Linked DNA regions of Ovis aries: region 1 is linked to region 2. Evidence: chromatin contacts called from public Hi-C data. All regions are on one chromosome and are shown on one strand. Each heading gives the region's core, a stretch centred on a gene start, on an enhancer-like site or on the middle of the called end of the contact. The rest is flanking DNA. Distances are from core to core; before and after follow the strand shown.

Region 1 (5,004 bases), core at 1,462-3,961, 190 kb after region 2:
TACACTGTAAAGGGCCAGGAATGGAGGGGATGGGGCAGCAGTGATAAACCATAAAAGGTAGTAGAAAAATATGGAACATAGTAGGATCAAAGCCACCGCAGTAGGATCAACGCATTACCACTGCATTTTGCAGGCAAAGGACAGGTGAAAACTGTACTGACTTCGGAAACTAAAAAGCACCACACATACACGTTGCCAGGACAGAGGAAATTTCAGGCAACCTGGCCTACATAGAGGAATTAACTACTCTTTTCCATGAAGTGTTTTTTTCCCTGGATTTTTTTCATTCTTTGAGACGGAGTTAATTTAATGAGATCTCTGCATTACTAGAGGTTTTTATTCTCAGCAATTCCTGGACAAGTCAGGCCTTTAATTTTTTTTTTTTTCATAATCTATTCGTCAAAGTGCCCAAGGCATTTTAGACTAGCTTCATATGGGTCCAGTTTTCAGAGGGGGAAATTAAGCATCTTTTCATTACCAACTTGGTTTGGGAAGCAAAAGAAATTAAACCCACCTCCAAGTAAAGCCACGTCTGTTTTTCCAACAGTTTATAACTCTCCTCTTCCCAACCCCACTTTGTACTCCTAGAGAGGAAAAATAGGCACGCCCTAGGCTGAGGATGAGGTTGGTTAAGGAGAACTTTTGATAAGCTTTATCAGAGATGCTCTGTAAATATTTGGATGACTAGCCAAAAGAATAGGGTGGGCGAGCCGCTGCTAGGAACCAGGGAAGATTTGAGTTCCCGAATTCTGGAACTGATTTGCCTCCGGACACGTCATTAGCACTTTACTCATCTCATGATGGGGCTTCCTCCGCTCTCCCCACTCCACCCCCATTCTTGAGAAGTTTCGAGAACTTACAGACGAGTTTGAAGTGCCATTTAGGTACGGTAGGTAATTCCCAAGGCACTCAGGTTTCCTTACGGTTTATACAGTAGGATTCAGCAAGTTCAAAAGAAAAAAAAAAGACTGCGGGGGGTGGGGGTGGTGTTGGAGGGGAAATTAGATTGATACAGTTAATTCAATTAATCATTCGCTCCTCTTTTTACTATTTGGCACACAGTCCATAGCCCCCCCCCGCCCCCGCCCACCCCCAGTCCCCAGCACTCTGCCGCTCTCCCCCTCCCTCTTCCTTCCCAGTGGCGGAACTCGGACCTGCGCCGGGTTAGACTAGAGAGGATCGGAAGGACTCCTCTGAGCAAACCTTTGCAAATCGCCAGGGCTCAGACAGCTCAGGAGCCCCGGGCGAGCCGGGCGGATGCTAAGATGGCAGGAGGCACCCTACGCCCGCCGGGCCCCAGGCCCCCGTCCTCCTTCCGCAAAGCTTTTATTTTTCTTTGCTTTTCAACCTTCTCTGGTGCAAATACTTCAAACTGCAGGGTCACACCAAAAATTTAAACTAAACAGTCTATGGAGTTAGATCAGACAAAACCCCTACCGGACACGAAAACACAAGGTTGTATTTCTAGCTAACAGAATGTGTGTTACCCATAAAAGCATGAGAAATTGAACCCTTTTAAATAACAAGTCCGCGTTATCTTTGCCTGCTGGCAGCACTCAGCGACTCAAAAAAGTTGCCCCAGAGGTCTGAAGTTTGTTACAGGATCGGACAAGCGGAAGGTGGGGTGGCGTGGGGTGGGGGGAGCTCCCTCTAAGGGGCTGTTTTAAGAAATTTCGATTCCTATTCTTTCTAGGAGCCCCTGCCTTAGGAGACCTTTTGGAAAAGCACCCAGGCATACACTCTTTCCTAAACTTCTGTTCGCCCTCTGTTCATGCTTTGTAAGTAACCATCACCCATTCAAGGGATTTCACCTCCTGAATTGCCAGCGTGGTCGAGTCAATGGTGGCTCTCTTGCGAGTCTCAAGATTTTTCCATAGTGCTGCTAACATAAAGTAACCCTTTACTGTGGCTTTAAGAACCTCAATATCACAACTCTGATTTTTATACCTTTTGTTTACCGGGTAAAATTCTAGGAAGGAACCACGTGGAAGTCAAGTAACCGCAAGATCTTAACAAAGCACTTTGTTAAGAAGTTTGCTTTGCAAGGCTATAGAACATCAATCAAGATTTCCATATGAAAAAGCACAAAGCGTAGAATTCTATAGCAAGCACGCTAAGCAAATTTGCACTTTGATTTTTGTATTGTTGTCAGTCAAACCCCCAACCTAGGCCCCTAACCTCGCCCTCCCCCCGCCAAAAGTTACAAAGCACCTAGACAGTTACTGATCACCCCCCAAAAGCAAAATTATAGTCTAAAATGGAAAACGAAATATCCAGTAAATTAGTTCTCTATCCTCATCAGAAAGATCTGAATCTTATTTACCTGTTGCATTATTAAAAGAAAAACTTTTCAGCAGTCAAAGAGTAAATACCGTAAGTTTAATTTTAACTTTAAAACTACACTTTCAAGTTCATCATTCCCTTTATTGTGTCATATGAAAGCTACATTTAACACATTTAAAAACTTTAGAAAAGTTTGCTAGAAAAAGACACGGTTAGGTAAAGTTCTTTTAAAAACTTACTCTTTCTCTTAAAAGAAGTGAAGTAGGCAAGCCAAGTGATTGAACTCCTCAGAGGATGAAGTAAGATGAAAAAGCAAGCCCAGGCACTCAGACCTGTCTATTTAAAGTTTAAAAGTCTGCTGCTGTTTGGTACTTTCCTCACTCCTTCCCCCTAATGAAAGAAAAGTGCTGATACCTCGTAAAAGCTTTTTTCTTACTTGGAGCACAGAGCTTTTAAAAGTTTCAAGCCACTGACTCAACAGGGAGGGAGGGGCTAGAAGAAAGGGGAGGAGAAGAGGAAAGGCGGGCAGGGGGGTGGAGAGCGGGCCGGAGAACGTGGACGGGTGGGGGAAAGAAGGAGTAGCCAGGTCCAGACAAAGTTGTGCTGCAAATGTGCTGACGAGACGAAGTAGCAGTGGAGACGTGAGTGCCACTGCTTAAGTCACTGCTAACAAATACAATTATGGGTTTCAGTTAGTGCTTTTCTCACCAAAAGTTCGGGGATTAAAACAAAAAGTAGTGTGTTTTAGAATAATACAACCTTTTCTAAAAGTTTACTTACTGTAATATATGTGTGCTGTAGTAAGTTAAAGTGGTGGAAAAGAATATAGCCAGGGCAGACTTTGTTTCCTACTGGACTAAGGTGTGTGAGGTTGAAGGTGGGTGGGTGTGAGTGAGTTCTTTCACGAGCGAATTCCTTTCTTCTTAGTTTAAGTAGGGACAATGAACAAAGGAAATGGAGATGGGAGAGAAATTTCAAAAAGGAACAATTCATGCTGATATACCCATCCCAAATCCGCCCCCCCCAACCTCTTGACAGCTTTGAATTTTATTCTTTACTGCAACTTATTTTTTTATAAAATGATAGATATAACTACTTTATATGTAGTACATTTTGACTATGAAGATCTAGATATCTGACCTCTACCAGATCTCCAGGGAACTGAAAATTTATACCATTTCAGCCCCATTCGTGCCAACTCACAAAAAATGAAATCTCTTTTGTAGTGAAATGGCAGGCTATTTTTTGTGAAATACACACATTAAGTTGACATTGAGTGGGTCCCGAAACTGTCAACTTTTCTTGAGACCATCTGCCTTTTTAAAGCCCACTGGATAGTTTTCTGCCTGATGCCAGCAGAGCTCCACATACAGTTCTTATGTGCTTTCCCACCACTTCCAGGGTCCTCTCTCTTCAGCCCTCTGGCTTAGGATTTATAATAGCCTGAGTCATGTGGCCTCAATCTTAGAGTGGGCAGATTCTTTGAGGACTCTCCAGGTGCCGTGCTAGAGGGCTGTGGTAGGACACTTCCCATAAACTGGCTTCAGTGCTGCTCCTGAGGCTGGGCAGGGAATTCTCTGGAAATGATTGGCCATTGTTCTCTGGAAACAAGGCAAACTGATCCAGCTTTAATACTCTTTACTCTTTTGTCACTAGTACGAATATCAGAATAAAAGATGATAGCAAGTGTTTTCTGATAGATACCCTCCCCTAAATTTCATTTCCTTAAAATAAAACACCTTAATAGGTGTTACTAAAACACCTTCTGAAATGTTGTAGCATTAAGACACGGTTTTGCTCTCTTATTTGCTGACTATGCTATTTCTAAGGGTACATTTTTCTTTATGTTAAATAAAGGGAACAAAGAAGTAGAAACAATAATCTGATTTTCAAGTCTTCAAGATCAGTCATCCATGACTATTGCTTCAGTCTTATATTTGTATTGTCCTTTCTTTCAAATGAGTCTGTTTTGTCCTAACTAAATATTACTTTCCTTGATTCAGAACACATTCATGAAAATATGATTTACTCTTTTTATTTTAAGAAAATATGCTTTCCCTCCCTCTTAAAAAAGAAGAAATCTGTGCTTCTTTTAATTTATGTAACTATTTGGCTTATTTTTGTAAAAGGATTTATCAAGTATACTTATTACTGAAATCATCCACTTTATGTTTTAAAATTTCTTAAAATGCTAATTCAGAATTAGTTACATCAAAGAAAAATTGCAATTGGCTCTTTTTTTAATGAAAAATTGTGTTTATTTCTGATTCTGTTTTGTTAGATGTATAAAAAAAGGATATTGTGTTTTGGTTCTAAGTGTTTTGGTTCCTTTTCTTTTCAGTCTGTTGCTTATGTGACCAACTGCAAAGAGAAAGAACCTCTTTATACCAAATTAAGTTACTCATGAGAATCACTTGAACCATTTTCTAAGCCCAAGAGATTAGTTATAGCATTAGCCAGTAATTAAATAAGTTCTCTTAACATATGGACTGTATTATATCTTTATTTCTAGAGTGATTTCCACAAAAATAATTCATAAAAGAGATGAAGACATCCTATGTGATCCTCTTTTCTTTAGAAATAATACCACCAAGATTTGATTCTATGAGTAATAGTGCTCAGAAAAAGCTAGGCCACTGACCCTTGACCACAGTTATCTTTCATGGACACCTGGAAGCTTCTCCAAATGTCTAGTAGCAATTCCTATTATATTTCATACTG
Region 2 (4,864 bases), core at 472-2,971:
AACAATTGGCTATCACACCTTTTTGAAGTTCATAGAAATCATTTTGGTTTTCAAAGACTTTCCCAATAAAGGAACAATAGAGGCTAGAATTTTCACACAATCATTTGGCTGTTATAAGTGACCAAACACAATAGCTGTGTTGTCATAAATTAACATTTATGTCATTTAAGAGTCTTTGGTGATTTGAAGAAAATGGAAAAAAAAAAACAAAAACAACAGGGGGCAATGATCTAATGTTACTGTCCGTTCATTTTTCCCAAGCCAAATCTTAGAAATCCCTCTGTTCATTTAGGGGGAGAACAAGCAAAAAGGAGATGAATATCTCTTTGAAAATGTTTTTCTAATACAAATTTTAGACCTATCTCCAAATGCTTACTAGAGGCATAGACTCAGATTTCTTACACTGACTTAAATGTTAGGATTCGTTATTTCCAAATCATGCTTTTGGCATACAATAAAAGACAATTATCTCCTTTAGTAATATACAAACTAATTAGAAAAGAGTTAGGGCTTCATAAGTAAATGAGGCTGTGATGCCAGTTCCCATTAGAAGTGCTCTGAACATCATTCCCTAGTTCAAACAAAGCCAGGTTGCAGTGCCTTCCCGCTCAACACTGGTCGTAGATAAAAGACACCACCGACCTGCAATGAGAGGAAATAAGTCACCATTACTCCATCTAAAATTAAAGGATCTATTCTTGCTTTACAGTTTATCAGATGTTTGGTCCGGAAGCTGATTGTTTTAAAAAGTCTGTCTAAACATAGTATATTTCCTAAAGGCATGTTAGCAAACTAAACACTTGCTTCTAGTTACAACATCCTAAATTTTATTAACATAGCTAAGATAAATGAGTAAACAGATGTGATGCTAGTCAGTATGCGTCTTTCCCAGGAACGCAAAACCCATGCCAGAAAACAATTTATGCTTTTTACTGTAAATTGTTAATTATCCACTACAATAAAGATTGACCTAATACTAAATTCTTGGAAGTGAAAAGCAACCTTCCGTTTGTGAGTGTAAAGTTGTTAACTGTCTTTTATTCTAGTTCCTGATAAAATTATTTATATAGTTGTGAACAAGAATGAATGAATTGATCAAACAAATATCTATCAGAATCCTGCCCCCTATCAATTCTTACATATTCTTGTGGCTTGGTTTTCTGTGAAGAACAATCTTAGAGGTGGAAACTTGTGTAAGCCACAGTATTTATTTTTTCAAGATTGTTTTTATACTGTAAATTGAAAAAGAATCCACTTTTCCAAACTGAAGTTTTTGTTTTCGGAGATTACAACAGTTTTGCTCTAATTTTTTTTTAAAGTCCCCCATACCTTTTGCCTCTACCTGAATAAAAACTATTTGGCTGAAATTTATTTTCAACACATGCCTAAAACATCCCTTGAAGAAGCTCAGAATAACAAAGGAAATACTGAAGGGTTAATGACTCTGACTTCTACAATTATTTAGACCTATGGAGAAAATTAAAATGACCAATGTGTGTGGTAAAGGCTCTTAAAGTATTTTTAATGAAATAGAGATTAGTTGATCTAGCAGGTAAATACACCATTCTGGTGTCTGTTTGGGTAAAGTGGAGAATGCTTTTAACAACACAGGCCAGTAAAACAACATTTAGTAATTTTGGAGTTGTCTTAAGTAACTGGTTTTTGCAAAGCATCAGTTGTGCAATGCCACTGAGTCATTTAGGAAATTATGAGCCTGAATCCTGCAAGATGCCACCATATCCAATAAATACTGTGCTTTTCTTCTTCTTCTCTTTCAACACATCTGCATGTCTTCTTGGTCTGAAGGTCATCCAGCTGCCATATGAGTCACCATTGTTGATCCTTCCTATAACTGATTTTAGTTTTCCTCCTTTCACTTAATAATCTATGAAAAATTTTGGTTTTTTGTTTATTCTGGTTTACCGGATGATCTGATGAGACAATGATCATACAGCTTACAATTTTTGAGTGTTGCCTTTCATTCAATTAGCCTAACTGTTAAAAATAAGTGACATGTGGCTGTAAGAATCACTTTGTCAAAATACTATCATTTTCTTAGAAAGATATTAAATAGTTGATGGTTTGACTTTTGAAATGTCATTAATACTTGTCAAGAACCATGTAAATGGTATCATATACATTTTTAAATGTTTAAAATGGTTAGGACTAATGTTTTATTGTGAGGAAAAAACAATCCCAAAATTTTAGCAAAAAAGAGTAAAATATCTATAGAAATGTTAATGTATAATTTTTCATCTATTTTTTATTGAAGTAGAGTTGATTCACTAATACAATGCTGTGTTAGTTTTGTCAACATATGATTCTTAAACCACTTGGAAAATTCATGTGAGTAGTTTATGCCTGAAGTTTTGTTTTTTTTTTATTAACTGGATTTTAGGTTGAGCTATAACACTGAAAAATAAACTACTCAAGAAGATCAGTTTTGATATACTTTTTTTTGACTCATCAATAATAACATTGGTATTTTATAGTAGGCTCTAAGTCCTTCATTTAGACTTCAGAAATATTGCTAATAGGCAAAAGATTGATTCTTACACATGTCAGGAGGTCATCAATGCAGAAAACAAGTGTTAAATACCTGCTGTATGTTCTGTACTAATGCTTTGGAAATTAGGTACAAAGGAAGCAACAGACACTGCTCTATCTTGGAAGAATTTCTAAACATCTTGGCATAAAAGAATGAATGACTTTCATTACCTCGTCCTCCTCTGAACATTTCTTAAATGCAGCTCATATTTTCTTCTGTTTCACTCAGCATCTTCCATGGACATCAGTACCTTTTCCCAACAAGTCCAAGACCCAGGGCTCCAAAATACCACTCGTAAGGTAATGGGTTCAAAATCTTTATTTTCTAGTCACCAAACTTTGTTCAAGCCTTCAAGGTTGTATTTTCCTTTGTCTTCTGGATAAATCCATGTTTGTGTCCCTTGGGCTCTTGAAAAGCTGCAAGTTGATGCATCCTCTCTAACCACACCAACCTGTTTCTTCTACTCATTCTAAGTCTGTCAATGGCTCAGAAATCCAGGAAATCTGGAGTCCTTCTCACTCATATCACAGCACTAAGCTCTGTCTAGTCTCCCTCCAAATATCCCTCTATGGCAAGTTCCAGGGACCTATGGCAGATTTCACCAACTTTCATTTAAATTATGAGGGTAGCCTACCTGGTCTCCCTGCCTCTAGCATCTCCCTTCTTCCTCTTACCTAAACACATCATCTTAGTTATTTTCTTAAAATTCAGATATCACCACTCATGTAACTCCCATGATTAAAAGCCTCTGGGCTCCCATGTGTCTACATAACAAATTTCAAAATCTTGATCTTGTTATAAAGCCTCTACCTTGCTTAACAACAGGTTGTACTTCCAGCTACTTGCCTATTTCCACGTTCGCGTGCTAAGTCACTTCAGTAGTATCCAATTCTTTGCAACCCCATGGACTGTAGACCGCCAGGCTCCTCTGTCCTCTCTCCTGGATTCTCCAGGCAAGAAGACTGGAGTGGGTTGCCATGTCCTCCTCCAGGGATCTCCCAGACCCAGGGACTGAACCTGTGTCTCTTATGTCTCCTGCATTGGCAAGCAGGTTCTTTACCACTAGCGCCACCTGGGAAGCCCCCTTTTCCATAAGCAGTACCTGTTTCTGTTACAGGATTTCAGTTTTTAGAGCACACTGAAGTAATCTGTGGGGCTTTATAAAGTACAAATTGCAAGACTCCAGAACCAAAATCTTTTTAGTAGAGCTTGGGAATCATTCATTCTCACTATTAATCTGTCCTAGAATACTCTCCCAAGATTTAGCCCTCTCCCTTCTTGTCCTTTAGCAAATTTCCATTTATCCTTTAAGATCTTGGTCCAGTATTTTCTATCCAAGATCTTTCCTGCCCTCGCCACAAGAGAAGCCACTCCTTAGTCATTGCGCCCATGAGACTTTAAATATTGTTCAAATACATAGATTGATAAATTATTTGTGTTAAAACTATATCTCTTATGATTCCCAACAGTATTTATCATCATCTGCCATATTATGTATTTTATTTATTTATTTATGTTTCTACTCTCTAGTGTGTATGCTTCAATGGGTAAGGGTTTTTGTTTCCCCCAACTCTTTAATAAATAAAAAATATCAAAGGAAAACCTGTGAGAGAAAAACTTCTGTCACCACTGTTGAAGAAAGCTACTCAAGACCATGCAACAGAATGAAGAAATAACTACCATCTTCAAAACTGAGAGATGGCAACATTTTCAGAATATTTTGCATCAGACCATGAAGGATAGCATGAAATTAAAATATACTATCAATTTTGGTTTTGTTTCCATAAATGATATCTTCATAATATTCAGTTACGTAAGTTTGCTTTTTTCTGCTATTACAGACTTTGCCCTGAACTGCTGAGCAAAAAATTCTAGGCTCTAACTCTGGATCTGTCTGCAGAATACTGAGCAACCTCCTTTCACCATTGTTCTGGGTCTTGTTTTCGTCTTCTTTAAAATAAAGGAGCTAAATTCAAATGAGTAGTTTATAAGCAGTTGGTAGTAGAATTCTTTTTACTACCTGGGTAAATGGGAAATAACATATAGATGGGGTGAGAAGTCTCACTCCATCTTGACCCTCAGCAGTCCATTCACCCCTCTGATGACCCTAAGGCTCCCAGTTCTATGTATATCTTTTTCAAAATGTTCGAGGTATAAATATGAAAAGTATTTATGAAACAAGTAAATGAATATATATTATATGATCTGCCATGTTCACAGATATAATAAAATTAACTGAAGGAAGAAACATGAACTAAAAATGACCATTTACCTCTTGTCTTCTGTTTTTCAATTACACCAGGAAGTCAGACCAGT

What was found. A called contact is a pair of places that touch in the nucleus more often than the background predicts.
Region 1: a Hi-C map of tail adipose tissue shows a contact between it and region 2, with 3 times the contacts expected there. The contact joins the promoter of GJA1 here to the enhancer-like site in region 2. A contact is called at or near these places in 2 of 16 Hi-C or Micro-C datasets (omental adipose tissue and tail adipose tissue).

Annotation. Positions count from the first base shown.
Region 1 is chr8:17,031,658-17,036,661 of ARS-UI_Ramb_v3.0, forward strand. It overlaps GJA1 (gap junction protein alpha 1), which reads right to left and starts at 2,712. Exons shown (of 2, transcript XM_004011159.5): 1 at 2,523-2,712.
Region 2 is chr8:16,840,715-16,845,578 of ARS-UI_Ramb_v3.0, forward strand. LOC105612144 (a long non-coding RNA gene) reads right to left here. Exons shown (of 4, transcript XR_003590207.3): 4 at 1-642. Among named protein-coding and RNA genes, the nearest start is that of GJA1, 190 kb to the right of the region's middle. Within about 2 kb of position 1,722, at least 2 of the 54 cell types and tissues checked have an H3K27ac peak or open chromatin away from gene starts, as enhancers often do. A contact at or near this core is called in tail adipose tissue, where this site is marked.